Linked DNA regions of Columba livia: region 2 is linked to region 1. Evidence: chromatin contacts called from public Hi-C data. All regions are on one chromosome and are shown on one strand. The core of a region is the stretch at or near the end of the contact, and the rest is flanking DNA. Distances in the headings are between cores, read along the strand shown. Region 1 has its middle 26 kb from the start of AKAP6. Region 2 holds the start of NUBPL (NUBP iron-sulfur cluster assembly factor, mitochondrial).

The links. Hi-C and Micro-C count contacts between places; a contact is called where the count stands out from the background.
Region 2: a Hi-C map of crop shows a contact between it and region 1, with 2.9 times the contacts expected there. The contact joins the promoter of NUBPL here to the enhancer-like site in region 1. A contact is called at or near these places in 2 of 2 Hi-C or Micro-C datasets (crop and liver).

Annotation. Positions count from the first base shown.
Region 1 is chr5:29,368,112-29,372,078 of bColLiv1.pat.W.v2, forward strand. No RefSeq gene overlaps it. Among named protein-coding and RNA genes, the nearest start is that of AKAP6, 26 kb to the left of the region's middle. Within about 2 kb of position 1,545, at least 2 of the 3 cell types and tissues checked have an H3K27ac peak away from gene starts, as active enhancers do.
Region 2 is chr5:29,625,698-29,629,625 of bColLiv1.pat.W.v2, forward strand. It overlaps NUBPL (NUBP iron-sulfur cluster assembly factor, mitochondrial), which reads right to left and starts at 2,038. Exons shown (of 11, transcript XM_065064109.1): 1 at 1-2,038.

The DNA of each region.
Region 1 (3,967 bases), core at 295-2,794:
CTTTGCTTCGTTGGCGGCATAATATGTTAACGACAATGAAATTACCACAAGCCTGATTCAAGACCTTCAGATGTCCACAGGAGCAGTCACTTGAAAGGGAATCCATCCTTATTAGAAGAGAGAGGATTTTCAATCAATAACTGTCAGCTGTACATTTTCTTAAGCACACTGTCAATGGGATTTCTCTCCTTCCTTATATCAGCCAAATGCTTTTCATACGCACAAATGTGAGAGCCATTTAGTCACTCTGTGCATCTGTTCGGATTTTAGTTTCTCCAGTGAGAATGGCAACAAGGAGGCCAACGTGGACTGTGATTTTTCTGTTATCTGTATACACGTAGTAGAAACTGTATTGAGACCACAAACTCATTTCACATTCTGTAGGTCACTGAACAGCTGCTGGTAATGATTTTTGCTCACTAATGACCTAGGTTATATTTGAATCAGTGCCCTAGAGGTGAAAAACTCTGTATTCCATTACTGATCCCCTGAGTCATAAAATCTCTTGATAGTTTTTTTTTCTAGGTGGCTTTTGCAGTATTGTTATTTATTATCTTATAAAAATTGCATGTTCATCAAGCTTCAGAAAAATGCATAACAAAAAGCTGCACCTAGAAGAGATGGAAGCATTTGCATTAAATGACCCCCAAAATGTGGCAATATAATGGAATCAACACTATATAACAGTCAAAGGAGTCAGAAGTCAGAGGTTTGCTACCCATTGAAAGGAAATATTCTGTCAAGAGAATAGAATTGTATAACCAAATATATGAACAAGACATTGTTTCTGGCACAGTCAAAAAGCTATAGCAAATGAAATACAACCTTGGCTTTTAGTCCCATCTTTAGGTAATGCTCAAAAATATATCACTCACATATTATACTTAACATGGCCATTTTTTCTGGGGTATTATCCTTCTTCCAGTAAGATATTATACATATCATTTGCCACATTTTGATCTCCCATGTATTACATACGCAATTATCCTGCTCCCAGTGCAGGATTAATTAAGAAAAAGACCCGGGCTCTTAGGAGAAAAAAAACAAAACAAAACAAAAACCACTGTACTTTGAATATTTAAAAACCAGTTCTGTGTAAGAAATGTAGCAAGGGGTTAAAAAGACAGAGCTAAGTGCTTTGGTGTCTCAATGTACCAGTGCTTTTCAAATATTAGACTCTTCCTACCTGCTGTGCTTAGCTTCAAAATTCAGCACTGCCACAGGAAAAGAAAAAAAAATCTGTTTGCTTTTTCATCCATGTGCCACATGGCTTTCACTTTCATCAAAACACAGCAAAAGTGTCACAGGGGAATCATTCCCTCGGCTGCCTCAGCACTTCTGATCTTTGACCTCCACTGGAAATGGATTCCAGGCACACTTCTGCCTGACAAGTGAACCGTGTAAAATCTTGATGAGGTGTGTGTTTTGTTTTGTTTGATTAGCAAGCCCTAAAAATCAAGGGAAAGCTTTGTCTAACAACAACAAAAAAGCACCCTGTCTTTATCCGTGCTTTCCCTTTGCAAATTTACTGACCTACAACGGCAAATGCTGTCTTCTGCACAGGTAAAAAGCACATTAGTACATCAAAGTGGTGTTTTAGCAAGACACAAAGGGCAACAGCTACGTGTGCAGACCTTGTGGCAAAAGAGGAAGGCTTAGAGCCGTGACGTCATAAATCTCAGCAACTCCCGCAATGCACTGAACACATACACCCAGCATAATCAGTCTGCTCCCTGGAGGAAAAAGCTTAGGAGCAGGAGGAAAGAAAAGATTATTTTTAGCTAAGGGAACCCTTTGTCTTACAGCATGAAAAATCCTTGAGTTGGCTTCCCACAATAGCAGCCTTGTGCAGTGCTCTACTTTTAACTCATGGAGTGCTGTAAAACGTAACAAAGTGCCACCCTCTGAACTTGCCTGTTTGCTTTTAATTTGACATCCTTTTGGCTTCGCTTAGAATTTTGCACATAACAAAGCTTCAGATTCTAGCCATAGAATTCAAAGCTCTTGTTTCTATCCATTACTCACACATTTTCATAAGTAACACAGACCTAAGCAATAGGAGCAATAAGCATTGTTTAGTAGCCTGACAGGTTTAAAATGTAATACCTAAAATTAAACTGAAGTTCCATTACCATTTCAACATTTTATCTAGTGAGACACAGATCACCCTTTTCCTCTAATGCCAAAGAAATTTGATTCTACATCCATTAATAATCCCAGATGTCAGCCACAGACAACATTTTCATCAATCATGGCATTAAAGCACTGACCAAAAGATATACCTATAAAAGAAGAAAACACACTTCCCACTACCTTAATGTCTTTAATGTGTTTTCAAGATTTTAAGCCCTTTTGCTGAAGGCTACTTTTAGTAAAGTGAAGAGACAACTGCATATACATCTCAGCTGCAAAAAAAAAAAAAAAGAAAAAGAAAAAAAGAAGTTTTGTTTAGCAAAGAAAAAGAAATCTTACAACCTGTTTTAGCTCCAACCTCGATACTGCCAAGTAACACACTACATTTTTTAGTATACCTAGCTGTTGGCTATGGCTGATTTGGATCAACATTGACCTGACCTCTAATACGTGAGGAAGAACTGCAACTGCCTACTCCATGTGCTGGGGTGGCCCAGTGCAGCTCTGGTAAATGGTGTAACGGGTACATCTGCATCACACTAATCAAACCTGAGGTGAGCTACCTGAGCTGCCTGCAAAAGCACTAATTCAAATACCAGAATCAAGACAGACACATCAGTGCAGTATTAGTCTGACAAATAAACAGGGCTATTTAGTCTATATAGCAGCTTGTACTAAGGAATTTCAATGAAAATAGGCTAAAACAAATTACCTAACAGTTTTTCTGATTAAGAGCACATACACAAAGTGTTGCTATGATCTTGCTAATCCTCAGAAACTGTCCACACATTTAATCTTTCAGTCCAGCTCCTATCAGTTTCATTCCCCAACCATGCCCCTAGAACAGACCTCCTGGCCAGGTGTTTGAGAAGTTACACCAAAGACTGAAAAAGGAAGATGTGAAACTACAATACCACAGGTGATCCTTTACATTAGGACACAGCTGGTGAACAGAAAAAAAACATGTGCTGCTAATATCACACCATAGTTTTTCTGTACCTTGCTGACTTCTGCTTAGGCCAACCTTTTAAAAACAGAAGTACAGGATACTGGAGGTGGCAATGAGAGTAACTCTGGTGGGGAAGGAGGAGAGAAATATTGCCACAGACAGTGCCTCTGACAGCAGCAAGTCTGTCACACAGAAATTCAGCCTCTGCCCCCATTTCCATAGGTATTGTTGTTCCAGATAAATAAACCAAACTGTTCAGAACAAAAGGCCTGGTAGTGTTTTGTAAGACTGCTCCAACTTTGTTTGCTACTTGCTTTGAATGCAGAAGAAATCGAAATAATATGTAGCCACTCAAGTCGTTCAAAAAAGTGCTTTCAGAACATGCAAAGCTGCCGTGTTCATACAGAAACTCAATCCTGGTTATTTCAGGAAAGAAGCAGATCCTTATATGGAGTAGGCCCATGGTCTTTGTCACCAAACAACAGTGTATGTAAGGATTCCTAGCCTTATTAATAATGACTAGTTATCATAGTAATCACTAGTTATCATAGTAATTAGGAGTTTGAAATGCTAATAAATAGTTGCCAAATGTGTACTAATTTCCTAGCACATGCTAGGATAATGTATGTTGCTTACTGACATCTGATACCATATATGTGCTAATTTACCAGCTTCTGCAGAAACCATAAGAAACTAAATATATTACACAAAAAATGTCCTAACTCAAATCTTATGGTCTCATCCTTCACAGGAAAAGCATCTGCAATCTGTTAATAACTTGAACTTTATCTGTGTCTTAACGAGATACAGTCTTGATCCTTTTAGTAAGAGAGGCAGCAAACTCAAACGTTTCTAAAAATACAGATATTACACTTCATTGTGACC
Region 2 (3,928 bases), core at 788-3,287, 260 kb after region 1:
CGTCCACATACAGTGCTAAAATAAGAGTCTAGGAAAATGCAACCAAAAATTAACAAAGATTTTACTGCCAGACCTGTGTCTTTATGGAAACTACAGGCAATCTCTGCATCTTTCAGAAAATTCCACTCTGGACTTTTCAATAGCTCAAAAAAATTAAAAACACAGTATTTAATTTTAATGTAAATTGATAACGTTTTCTTTAAGTAAGTGTACGAAAACGTTTCAAAGACTTTAAATTGCTATTCAGCCTGAATGCGTACATGATAAAAATACAATTGATTTTTGTCTGAAATTAGATTGTCTTGCGTTTAACTGTATTCTTTCTCCACCCAAAATCAATTAAGGGTATCCAGGTACAGCAAGGAGAGATTTGTTGCCAAATGACTCCAAATTTTTAAAATTAATTAACATTTGAAAAATGACTTGGTAGATAATTAGGTTGATTTGAGTGCAATAGGAAGTAAACAGCTTCAAAAAAAGTAAATTATCAAGACTGTAAGCTTTCAAGGCTCATGGGGCCCTGCGTTTCCATTCCTATTTACGATATTAGCAATATAGTAAATTAAGGACACACTGCTTGATCATATGAGCCATTCATTTTGGTCACAATTTAAACTAGAAATTGTATGGAAGAAATGCTTTTCAGAACTAAGGGGTTGTTTTAGCTTTATGGCTGGGCCCATCATCTTTGGCAGCAGAGGTGCACCATAGCGCACCAGGGTGAGTGTGCGTGGCATGGGGTCACCAATGGTGTTTCTGTCCCTGGCTGGGCTGCCCTGGCACGTTTAACATAAAGAAGGTTAAAAAGTTGCTTTTTGTCTTTTTTTTTTTGTCCACATAGTGATAATTACTTGGTTCATGAAGCAAAGAAGTCAAAGGTAGTTAATTTTAGGCCACTTACCAAAGCTCATGCAATAGACAATGAGGCTGATGTTGTTTGATTAATAAATACAGAGGAATACATTAAATTACGAGATAATCTGCCATGTATTGTTATATACTAAAATAAGATATAATGCCCTAAAAAAGAGTTATGGAAGCTGTGGCACCTCTGGAAAAGCCAGGAGAATTTTCGTTATGATTTCCATTTAAAAGTTACAGACTCTGCTTCTATCCAAGCCTCAGACTGCTGGAGAGCAGGGAGGACACCTGGGGTCATCATGTTCCTTTTATTCCATGCTATCTTAAACCGGCCCAGTCATTGCCAAGCTTTTTAAACGCTAAGCCTAGCTTGAAAAACAGTGTTAATCCTGTGTGAGTTCCCGTGCTCTTCCTTCCCAGCAGCTGCTGGTGCAGGGAGCTGCACTGCTGGGCCCTGGTTCCCAGCCTGGGGCAGGCTGGGCTTGTGTCTCAGCTAAGCCGGGCACCCTGGTGGCTGCCACCTCTGAGACCAAGCCAGAGCTGCTCTCCCGGCTCTTGCTAGACTGTCATTCTCCTGTGGGGCTGACAAAATAGATCAGGCTGCAATATAAACCAAGCCAAAACGCCTACCAGTGTGACTTCTTTGCCTTATCTTTGCTATGCTCCTCATGTAGGTTAAAGCAGCTTCCAGGGTGCTTTACTTAATGCCGAGAGATGCGATCTGGCCCCGCGCAGACCAGCGTGGGCTTGGCAGAGCTCGTGCATGTGGGCTCAGAGTCGTACCTGGGGGTAACAGGCTCCAGCTGTGTCAGTAAGGCACACCTCAAAAACACGTAAGTAGGGAATTTCAAAAGCATTAGAGGAGAAAACAACTGCAGGCGTGTAAGAGGAAAGGGTCGCGGTATTGCCTCTCTGTCATTCATTAGAATTTCTCTTCTTACGTCTTTTTTCTGCTAGGCTTAGTTACCAAGGCTGACATCACTGATATCAAGGCAGTTATGCCCACTTATTGCAAAGTAAATTTGGCCCAAGAGATTTTAAGAGATTCTGATTTCAAATATCCATACAAAACAAGTGAGGTTTACCTGTGTTTTCATATGGAATATCGCCTTAAGAAGCAAAATTTTTTCATTACATATGGCAATAATTGAAACGATAACATGTTAACAAGCACAATGAAAACACTTAAGAAACAGTATTAATGTATTCATTTTTATAATGTGTATTAATATTTACAATAAAAATAAGACCACAGAAGTAGCTTCATCCTACATGAATACTTTGCCAAACCTTAAACTGAGAAAGAAATTAAGTTGTCTCCTTTAGTTCTGTTTTGCTAAATGAGAAAGATCTGGCAGAATTGAGCCCAGTTTAGTTTGTATATTGCTTTTGCATGGACATTTTAATCAGTGCAGTCCTTCACAGTCAAGAAAATATTAAAATCTTATTTAAATTATCACTAGTTTCTTCTCAAGTCAGTCATCAAGTTCTTCAGGTTAATATTGCTTACTATAATAGCAGTCACATCACAGTGAAGATGCAGCTGATATTACAGCAATTTTTCCAGCCCCAAGCAAGTGGTACAGAAAATGAAGAGATATATTTTGTTGAATATGCCCTTTGGTAATAAAGCCATATAATTTTTTCTTAGGTACCTCATATATAGATATTCCTTGCATGAATGGAAATTATTCCAATTAACACTATTTCCATACTTGAAAAGGGAAAAACAAAGATTTTCTTTTTTAAAAAAAGTATTCCTAATATTTGTCATATATTTTACAAACATTGAAGGAAGACTGTCATTTTCTTTCTTTCTTTTTTCCTCTTTTTTTTTTTTCCCCCAGTAATGAAGATAAATTGCAATGATAAAAGTCCCACAGGCAGGAAAAGCCTATTGTATTAGATATTGTACAAATACAGAATAAAAAAGATCGCCACTGTCCTAAAAGCTTCCATAAACCACTTGACACCACTGGCCTGAGTCATAATGGCATTCAGTCATAGTTTCAGCTTCTGAAATAATTTTAATTATACTCTTCATTTTTCTCAGTAATGAGCTTATGCTTTACAGGAAGCATTTTTGTTAACATCAGAACCTTGAACCTAAATGAGTTCTATATAGCAAATTAATCTTATTTAACCAATGGGGCTGATTGAGACATTACATCAACTTCTCGTGGTTTTAGTGTTTGGTAATTACTTTTAAAATCTGGTTCATGTACCAAAACAGTTCAGTTCTGCTCCATGGCCATTCAATATTTATCTCATAATTCCCAGAACACCAGCAGCACAAGGTATTTCAGAAGGGCACCAATGCCCTTGGGGTGTATATGGACCACTTACCCAATTAGGCCAGCAGCAACCTGCTCCAGAGCGTTTCAGTATGCAAGGACAAATCTCAGCTGAAAATAAATGTGACCCAAGAACACTTCTTGTGTCTGCACACCCTGTTTGAAGCACAATCATGTAAAACTGGGAGGCAATCCAGCACTGTGGAGCCAGAGCAGCTGATTACTGGAACACAATTCTCTGGTTAATCCTCAGCTGTGAAGGAAAGTAACTCTTCTGCAGAGTTTTACATTGAGCCAGAGGTAGGTCCAGGAATATACTCTGGAGTTCCCAGAGTTCTAATGTCCTATGCTGAAGCGTTACTATTACTGATTTACACACACACACACACACACATCCCCCCTACCCCCCTAAAAAAGGGACAGTACCTCGTATTTTTGATTAGGCTAACATCCTCTAATATCAAACAGCAGGCTCCTTTAGGCAAAACAGAGCCAACTGATGCTCCTAGCACAGAGAGCAAAAATAGGCATGTTTACAACTTGCCTATTTTCTCCTGTAGAGGAAGTCTAGACCAAGGAAAGCACAGCCTATGTCAGAGCACCTTTGAAGCTGAGCAACTTCCTCTTGATTCAGAGAATTTATCTTTGCTTTTCCATCCCAGCTCCCTGGGCATGAAGAGAAGAGGCGCTGAGTTCATGGCTCCCTACAGCAAAGTAACTAGGTTTCTCATAGTAATTGGTTGAGGAAGGTATTAATAGTTTTCTAGAAAATT